2 separate regions of the Danio rerio genome follow, and region 1 is linked to region 2. Evidence: chromatin contacts called from public Micro-C data. All regions are on one chromosome and are shown on one strand. The core of a region is the stretch at or near the end of the contact, and the rest is flanking DNA. Distances in the headings are between cores, read along the strand shown. Region 1 overlaps foxp4 (forkhead box P4). Region 2 holds the start of foxp4 (forkhead box P4).

Evidence for each region. Hi-C and Micro-C count contacts between places; a contact is called where the count stands out from the background.
Region 1: a Micro-C map of caudal fin shows a contact between it and region 2, with 3 times the contacts expected there. The contact joins the enhancer-like site here to the promoter of foxp4 in region 2. A contact is called at or near these places in 1 of 18 Hi-C or Micro-C datasets (caudal fin) and 1 of 4 datasets of contacts at active chromatin or transcription factors (embryo).

What each region holds. Positions count from the first base shown.
Region 1 is chr11:24,170,319-24,173,994 of GRCz12tu, forward strand. foxp4 (forkhead box P4) reads left to right here. Exons shown (of 18, transcript NM_001199491.1): 11 at 3,638-3,676. Among named protein-coding and RNA genes, the nearest start is that of mdfi, 44 kb to the right of the region's middle. Within about 2 kb of position 1,498, at least 4 of the 62 cell types and tissues checked have an H3K27ac peak or open chromatin away from gene starts, as enhancers often do. A contact at or near this core is called in caudal fin, where this site is marked.
Region 2 is chr11:24,020,773-24,024,710 of GRCz12tu, forward strand. It overlaps foxp4 (forkhead box P4), which reads left to right and starts at 2,313. Exons shown (of 18, transcript NM_001199491.1): 1 at 2,313-2,385.

The sequences.
Region 1 (3,676 bases), core at 248-2,747, 150 kb after region 2:
TTCCTAAAGCAAACAACCATAGCTATTCTCTCAATAATATCCATGTTAGCCATTTAGCAATGAAGCTAGAGTCACCAGGCAGACAGAAGCCCTGCCTATGATGCGAATCCTTGTCTATTGCATTGTATGACTTGCTCTAGTTTACTCAACTCACACAATGTTTTTGCTTGAGTTCAATTATTTAAACTTGCACGATAGACACAATTGAGGTGAATTTCATACTTTTGCTGCAAATGCATTGTTCATTCCTCTTCATATGCACCATATGGTGATAATTTGCCTCTTTTAGCACATTTGCATTGATTGTAATTTACTCCTGCAAATACATAATTCCAGGATTGGTTTGAACTCTGCATACTCGGGTATAGCAAAGAATTCTGGCCAAGATTTGGCACAAAGCTGGCACAGGAGGCATTCATCCGGCACTAGCATACAACATGTGACTCAAACATGGCCCAGGTTTGGCAGAGGTGGCACCGTCTTTTAGGCGACACACAAGATTAGGGCCAGATGTATTTGGCCCAGATGTTAAACATTAGATGTGGGCTACGTAAGTTTGGCCTGTCTTGACCCACTTTGAAAACACATTCAAATTATTTTTGAGTAAAGAAAAAATTCTACCAATCAGGTCACTTTGAGAAAAAGCATGCCTATTGTGTGCCTAAACCGCAATGCTTCATGGGTTTATCAATTTTATTTCAATCATGACACACCAACCTATATGGCCCAGTTATGACTTGGCTGAGACTTGACCCAGATATGGTCCATGTTTGGCCCTTTTCTAGAAGCTAGACTTGGTCCTGGCATGTTTTGTAATTCACAGAGAAATTTTGCTATGTGGGTACTTAAAATACCCTGACAACTACTTATGTTCTAGTACTAACCCAGAAAAGCCTAGCTAACAACCCATAGCACTCATAAGTCATAAGAAACTGCTTAGAAACCCTTGACTACCCAGAATAGATTATAAACCCCATAGAAACCCTAATGACACCCACCACTTGTACAACACCTTAGAAACCACCTAGAATTACCCTAGTAGCCACCCAAAATATCCTGCTGTAAATACTCAAATTTTGTATGACTCAGTTGAAAATTAATTTATTTATTTTTAGCTTTTTTTCTCAAAATTTTCCCACAGTCTCATATGTGCAGTAAAATCCCACCGTATGTGTGAGAATCAACACTTTTTAGTGCCTCTAACATGTACAGTGGCAGTCTTGGAGCGTTGTGAGTCAGTGTGTCGCCCCTTGATTAAGAGGGGCCGACTGCCTCCACACTTCCTCTAAATGGCGCTTAGGAATGTCAAACGAGGACGAGTGTGGTTACAGGGCAAGTGTCTCTGAAAGAGATGCAACAATCGAGGGGAAAGAGGGAGAGGGGAAGGAGGACCGTGAGAGAGATGTTTTCTCCCGGAGGAATCAAGAGCTGTGAAACGGCATGTCAACATCCCCGTGAGCTGACTCAGTTAACAGGCAGAATGCAAAATTATCCTCACAAGAGAATATCTCCAGTCACTCCCTCCTCCTCTTCCTTTCAGTGGCGCCCGCTGGAGTGACACACACTATGACGACACTTGCTTTTTAATGTGCTGTATTGGCATTACAAATAATTGCACACTCCTGCTGCCAAAGCCTCAGCAGGAGCATACAGCAAAAACAGAAACAAAAATAGTTCGAAACAACGTAATTTAAGGAAAATTAGGTTCACTATTTTGATATTTGGTCATTAAAAAGTTAACAAAACAGTGATACTTACAGCCTGCTAGTAACTTTCTAGTTTTATGTAGTAGTATTATCCAACAGGTTGAGAATCCAGTATAGTTTTTCACCAGAATAAATGCTATGGGGTTTAACATTTAAAAGCAAAACACACAAAATATTTTTAACTTAAGAATTTATGTAATAATAATTTAATTAGTAATAAATTATACTAACTTTACAGGCACTTAGCGGGGGGGGGGGGGGGGGGGGGGGTTCAGGTGGTTTGAAAGACCCACCCTCCCACTAACAAAATCCAGATTATGACCTCTGTATGAGCTCATTTATTCCATTTTTGACTGCTATGCCATCATAAATTGTGAAAATTATCAATAGAAGAAGGCTTTAAGACAGGGGTCTCAAACTCAAGTTGGCGGGAACCATATCAGTGACTGACAGTTAATAGAAGGGCCGCTTTAACATTCAAGCACAACAAAAAAGTGGAAACCTGATGTAACTGATGCACTCAGACATTTTTCTCCAGAGTATATGCAGTCAAAGATCCTTATTGTCCTTATTTCTTATTGATACATATTGAAGGGGTAGTTTAAATTACTATGAAAATATTACATTTTAATAACAGGCATAATAATAATTATTATTATTATGTCACAATCAATTGTTGCTTTAACAAAAGAGCAGATTAAACAACTTGACATTACTTGCTTTAATTATTTTCTATATCTTTTTTTTGTAAAAATATAACAAATAGGGAGAAGATATTTAGTCAAATTTTACAAATGCAAAGTTTATACACATTTTAATATGCATATGAGGAAAATCTATTAATTGAGGTGAGACCATTTGAATGGAATATTAGCAAAATTATCATATTTACACCGCCGGCATAGTGTTTTCCATGGAAATGTGTTTGTACAACACAATACAAGTGGTATAAAACTAATTATAATCAAATGACCCTTGAATATTTAAAAAAAAAAATTTGAGCTTTAGTAAAAATAGACCACTTTTGAAAATACATTTCAATGTTTAAATTAGCCCCATCTGCATGTGCGTTACTCTCGACCGCATGCTGAGAGAAACCGAAAGTATCCCGAATATATTACAGTAGTTTAAATGTCCAGTAGGTGGCCGGTCAAAACCACAAGACCACTGCACAACAATGATAGTAATTTAAAAATATATGCTTTGGGGGTGGGTTCTTGTTATATTATTGACGTCAGTTGCAGGCCAGAAGGAGGAGGAGGTAGGCGGCAAATTGCCTGCGGGCCAGCAGTTTGAGACCCCTGCTTTAAGACAAATTATTTTTTTTATTATTCAAAGAAAGTTAATTGAGCAGGACTGTGTGTTATTTGGCTTTAGGCTACAGTTTTTATTTTAAAACAAGTTTTACCAGATATCTAAATTTTTTTTTTTTTGATGGATAAAAATAAATTGTTTTTTAAAAATAAGTATTTTTACCATCCAACAAGCTGATCCAGCAAAGATAAGTTTTGAAAATGTCATTACAATGCATAATTGAGTAGGAAATTAGGTAAATAACTAAATAGCAATTCTACTTTTTCATAAAAGAAAGAACCATCGCTTTCAATATGCTGGCTATAGGCCTGTTATACTGTAATATTATATATACATTGTTGAAATGCCTTACCGTTAAACCATATTTGATTGCACTTTGTTGACAGTTCTATAATATTAATAAAAATTTGTATAATAATGCTTATAATATTTTTAATGTTTTTTTTTATTAAATTGTGCACTTATAATTATCATCAGATAGGCTATTGTTGTGTCAGGCTGGATGTTTTGATTTTACCAAAGATTTATTTTTATTTATTTATTTTGAGAAATAATCCTAGTTTGGAAAGCAGCTTGTGACTTTTTTTATATAATATGTCTATATTTGTGTTCTCTAGCTGGCCAAAGAGAGCGAGCGTCTGCAGGCCATGATGGCC
Region 2 (3,938 bases), core at 1,063-3,562:
TCTAATGAATATGTCTTGACTAATGGGGGTCGTATCCTATTGTCCAGTGGCGATGTGAATGATTGCCTTTTTTGATGGTTCAAGTAAAAGAGATGTTTTTTGCTGATAGAAAGTTTCCACTGACCATAAAATAAATCAAGTTTCAACATTTTTGATAAGATGACAGATTACTGATAAAGCACCTTGACTATCCAATAAAAGTTGAAGTCATATTCATAAATTAACAACTTGCCCATATCCTACATGGTCCTAATTGTTGAAATTTTCAATAATAATTTTATAGAGATACCATCGCTTGTGATGTGTATCTACAGTAATTACACTTTTAGTAAATGATATAGTAACAGTTCAGTTACTGTCGATACACATAAATACACAAAGGCTTTTATACATTTCATCAGGTATTATATATAAATAACTCTCCTTGCTATTGTTGTTTTCATGTATAGTCTTCATGTTATCTGTTTGTGTATATCATATACTAGAACATGAATATATCAATTATTTATTAATTAAATAATAATACTACACAGCAATATCTATATCATATCTATATCATCTACATTTTATCTTAATGATCATGATGATAATAGGTAAAAATGATAAAAAGTGCAATGTGAATAAATAATAATAATTATAATAAATACATATATAATAACAACAATAATTATAATTATAATAATAATTATTATTATTATTATTATTATTATTATAATTATTATTTATTACCATTGTTCTTCTTATCATTATTACTTTTTAATTAAAGTTCATCATCATCATTATTAAGATCAAATGTAAGACACTGTAATAATAATAATAATAATAATAATAATAATAATAATAATAATAATAATAATTATTATTATTATTATTATTATTTTTGTTATTGTTGTTGTTGTTGTTGGTATATATTATATTATATGATATATTAATATATGTAATGGAGTATTGTTATTAATTGTTTTGTTATTGTGATGTTATTACTCGATAATTAATTTAATTAATAGGTATACATAATTTGATGTTGATGATGATGATAAAGTATAGTAATGTTATTTATTTGAGTCTTGCATATTTTTGTTGATGATGATGACGATGATGATGATGATGATGATGATGATGATGATGAAATGCAATAAAAATTTACAAATACAACTTTTGTACTACTACTGCCATACTACTTCTAAATTATTATTATTATTATTATCATTATTAATACTCATATTAATAATAATACAGTATTGTTATTAGTTGTTTATTATAATGTTATTTATTAATAGTCAAATTATGATATATTCATAATTTAATTATGATAATGGTACAGTATACTAATTAAAACAGTATTTCTTAACTATCAAACTATTAAAACATATATCAGTGTACTATTCAACATTATCTAGATTTTGTCTAGAATATTTTGTCTTGATTATGCTTATTATGATGATGAAATACAATGCAACTTTTTCAAATACAACTGCTATACCAGATTACTAAATTATTATTGCTAATGTTGTTGTTGTTGTTGTTGTTGTTGTTGTTGTTGTAGAAATGTTTAAATATTCGCATTTCACAACAATTATAATAAACACTTATCGACAGCAAAACCAAATGTGTTGCAAGATCGGACTTGTTATTTCCTAAAGAGTAGAGATGTGGAGTAGGTAACGGTTCCCATGGTGAGGCTGTCCTTTGACTAACATCTGTTGCTCGTCCGCGGCCACAATGGCCCAACTAAACCCGCGATGCGCGCGCAGGTGAAGAGATCAGCACCCGGAGCGCGCGAGCTTTTGTATTGTGTTCAATCAGAGCGGCAGCGCAGATGTGCGCAGCGCGCCTGTTCTAGACGCATTACGGTAGAGCAAACTGTCCCCTAACACATCGCCAACACAAGACACAAGCGGAGTAATTCAACACTGATTTCTCTGCGAATGAGCGAGGAACAGACGAGATGCCAAAAACTCCAGCGAGAAGCATTATTGGGACTTTAGGAAAACTCACCGTGTGACTAACAGAGAGGAAGAGAGAAGACCTGAAGCGACGAGGAGGCGTAAAGAGCCGCGTGCTTGTTCTTCATGAACTTTGAGGAGCGCTGTGACCATGCAGCCTTTGAGCTAGTGCACGATTATTGTTTCCACTTATCACCCTACTGAGTGACCAGTCTGAGGGAGAGGAAGCCAGTAAAAAGGAAAAGAAGACTAATAAAGACAGTTGTCGTTTAAAGTAATGGTCTGAAGACATCACTCATAGAACAGGATTTTTTTTTCCTTTTTGCGTTGCTCTTCTGAAGGTTTCTGGAATCACTGGGACATTCACGAGAGCTGGAGCGACACATCCACATGGTCCAGCCGTAGAGTGAAAGTAGAGTTCTTCACAATATCCTAACAGGTTCATATACACTTTTTTACTTCTTTTTCTTTACTTCTTTGCTCCTCGCGCGATTCAGCGTTTTTAATATTAGCCTAATGTGTATTCCACATTTGAATGCACGGACGTGTTATCACACACATTTATTCAGATCAATAGAAATAAATGTTACAGTCATAGTTTTTTTCTTAGATATTTCGCCAAATGGGATACTAAAGCTCGCATTGGAACAATGCAACTTTTTTACGTGACACTTTTAAACCGGGGACGAAAGCGTGCATTTATTCTTCACGAGAGAATCATAAATCATTATGATTTAGTTACCCGCAAACTTCACTATAACAATACATAAGAACGCAAAAGCAGTTTGGATAAAGTTAACAAAACATAGCGATTCAAACAAGTTTAATAAACATGCATCTGCGTTTGAAAATAGGCTATCGCCTGCCCTTACTTTTGATCTAAACTATAAGATGACTTTTTTGACAGATCAAATAAAATAGTTTGAGATAAATCGGTGCTATTTTGCATTTGCTTTCTTTTGAAGAATGCCATGCTTCACTTACAGAAATGTAGAAATCAGATGGCCGTACAAAACTCTCATGATAAATAATTCAAGACAATAAACTGCATGTAAATATACAAGTTTAAAAAGTCTAATCACGTTTTTTATTTTAATAATATACCTTCAAGCAATTTTCCCCTAATTCTCCGAGTTGCTGATTGTTTTTAACAGGCCCTCAGGAAACAGAGAGCAGATCTTATGTAAATAACTCATAACAATCCGTAAGTTTTCATTTTTATCAAATAAACCGATTTTTAAAACCGACTTTTTAAAATTATAACGTTTGTTAAAACCAAAAAAATCCAAGGGACATATTGAAATTATTTATAGTTGTTTTAGTGTCATTTGTACCGGTGTGTTATTAAGATAATATAACATAAAGATGCAACGCATAAAATACTTTAAATACATTAACTCGGCATTCATAATTATTTATAATCACTAATTTAAGTGTATTGATTACCGCGAAATACAATGACATTAGTAAAGTTAGTATTGGCGCAAAAGCAGATTTCCCCAAAAAAGGGACGAACGTTATTTACCTCATTACTTACGTCAAAAGAACGTATCATAATTAAATATTTTATTTTCATTAGTCAGTTTTGCTTCACTTTAGTAATTAACAGACAGGTTGATGACAAACTTTAAAAACATAATACTTTTATTTTGAGTTTCATTTACAAATGAATGAGCAAGATTAACTTTTGTTTTTAATTATTTACACAGTTTTTCATGATTTTGTATTCGTTTCGTAATTAAATCAGCGATATTTCAGCTTAAAATCTCTAAAATAAAATAATAAAACTAAACTTGCAACAATTTCAACATTTGAGTACGGGGCATAAAGTGAATCTGCAGAGGGAACTACAGCTCACGAGTTGAACCAAGTGTACTGTTAAATCGCACTCTTCTTGACTTATCCCTATTCAGTCTTTTTCTGCAAAACCAAAAATATACATCATCATCATCCTCATAATCTGGCAGTGTGTATGTAAATCTCATGTTATTA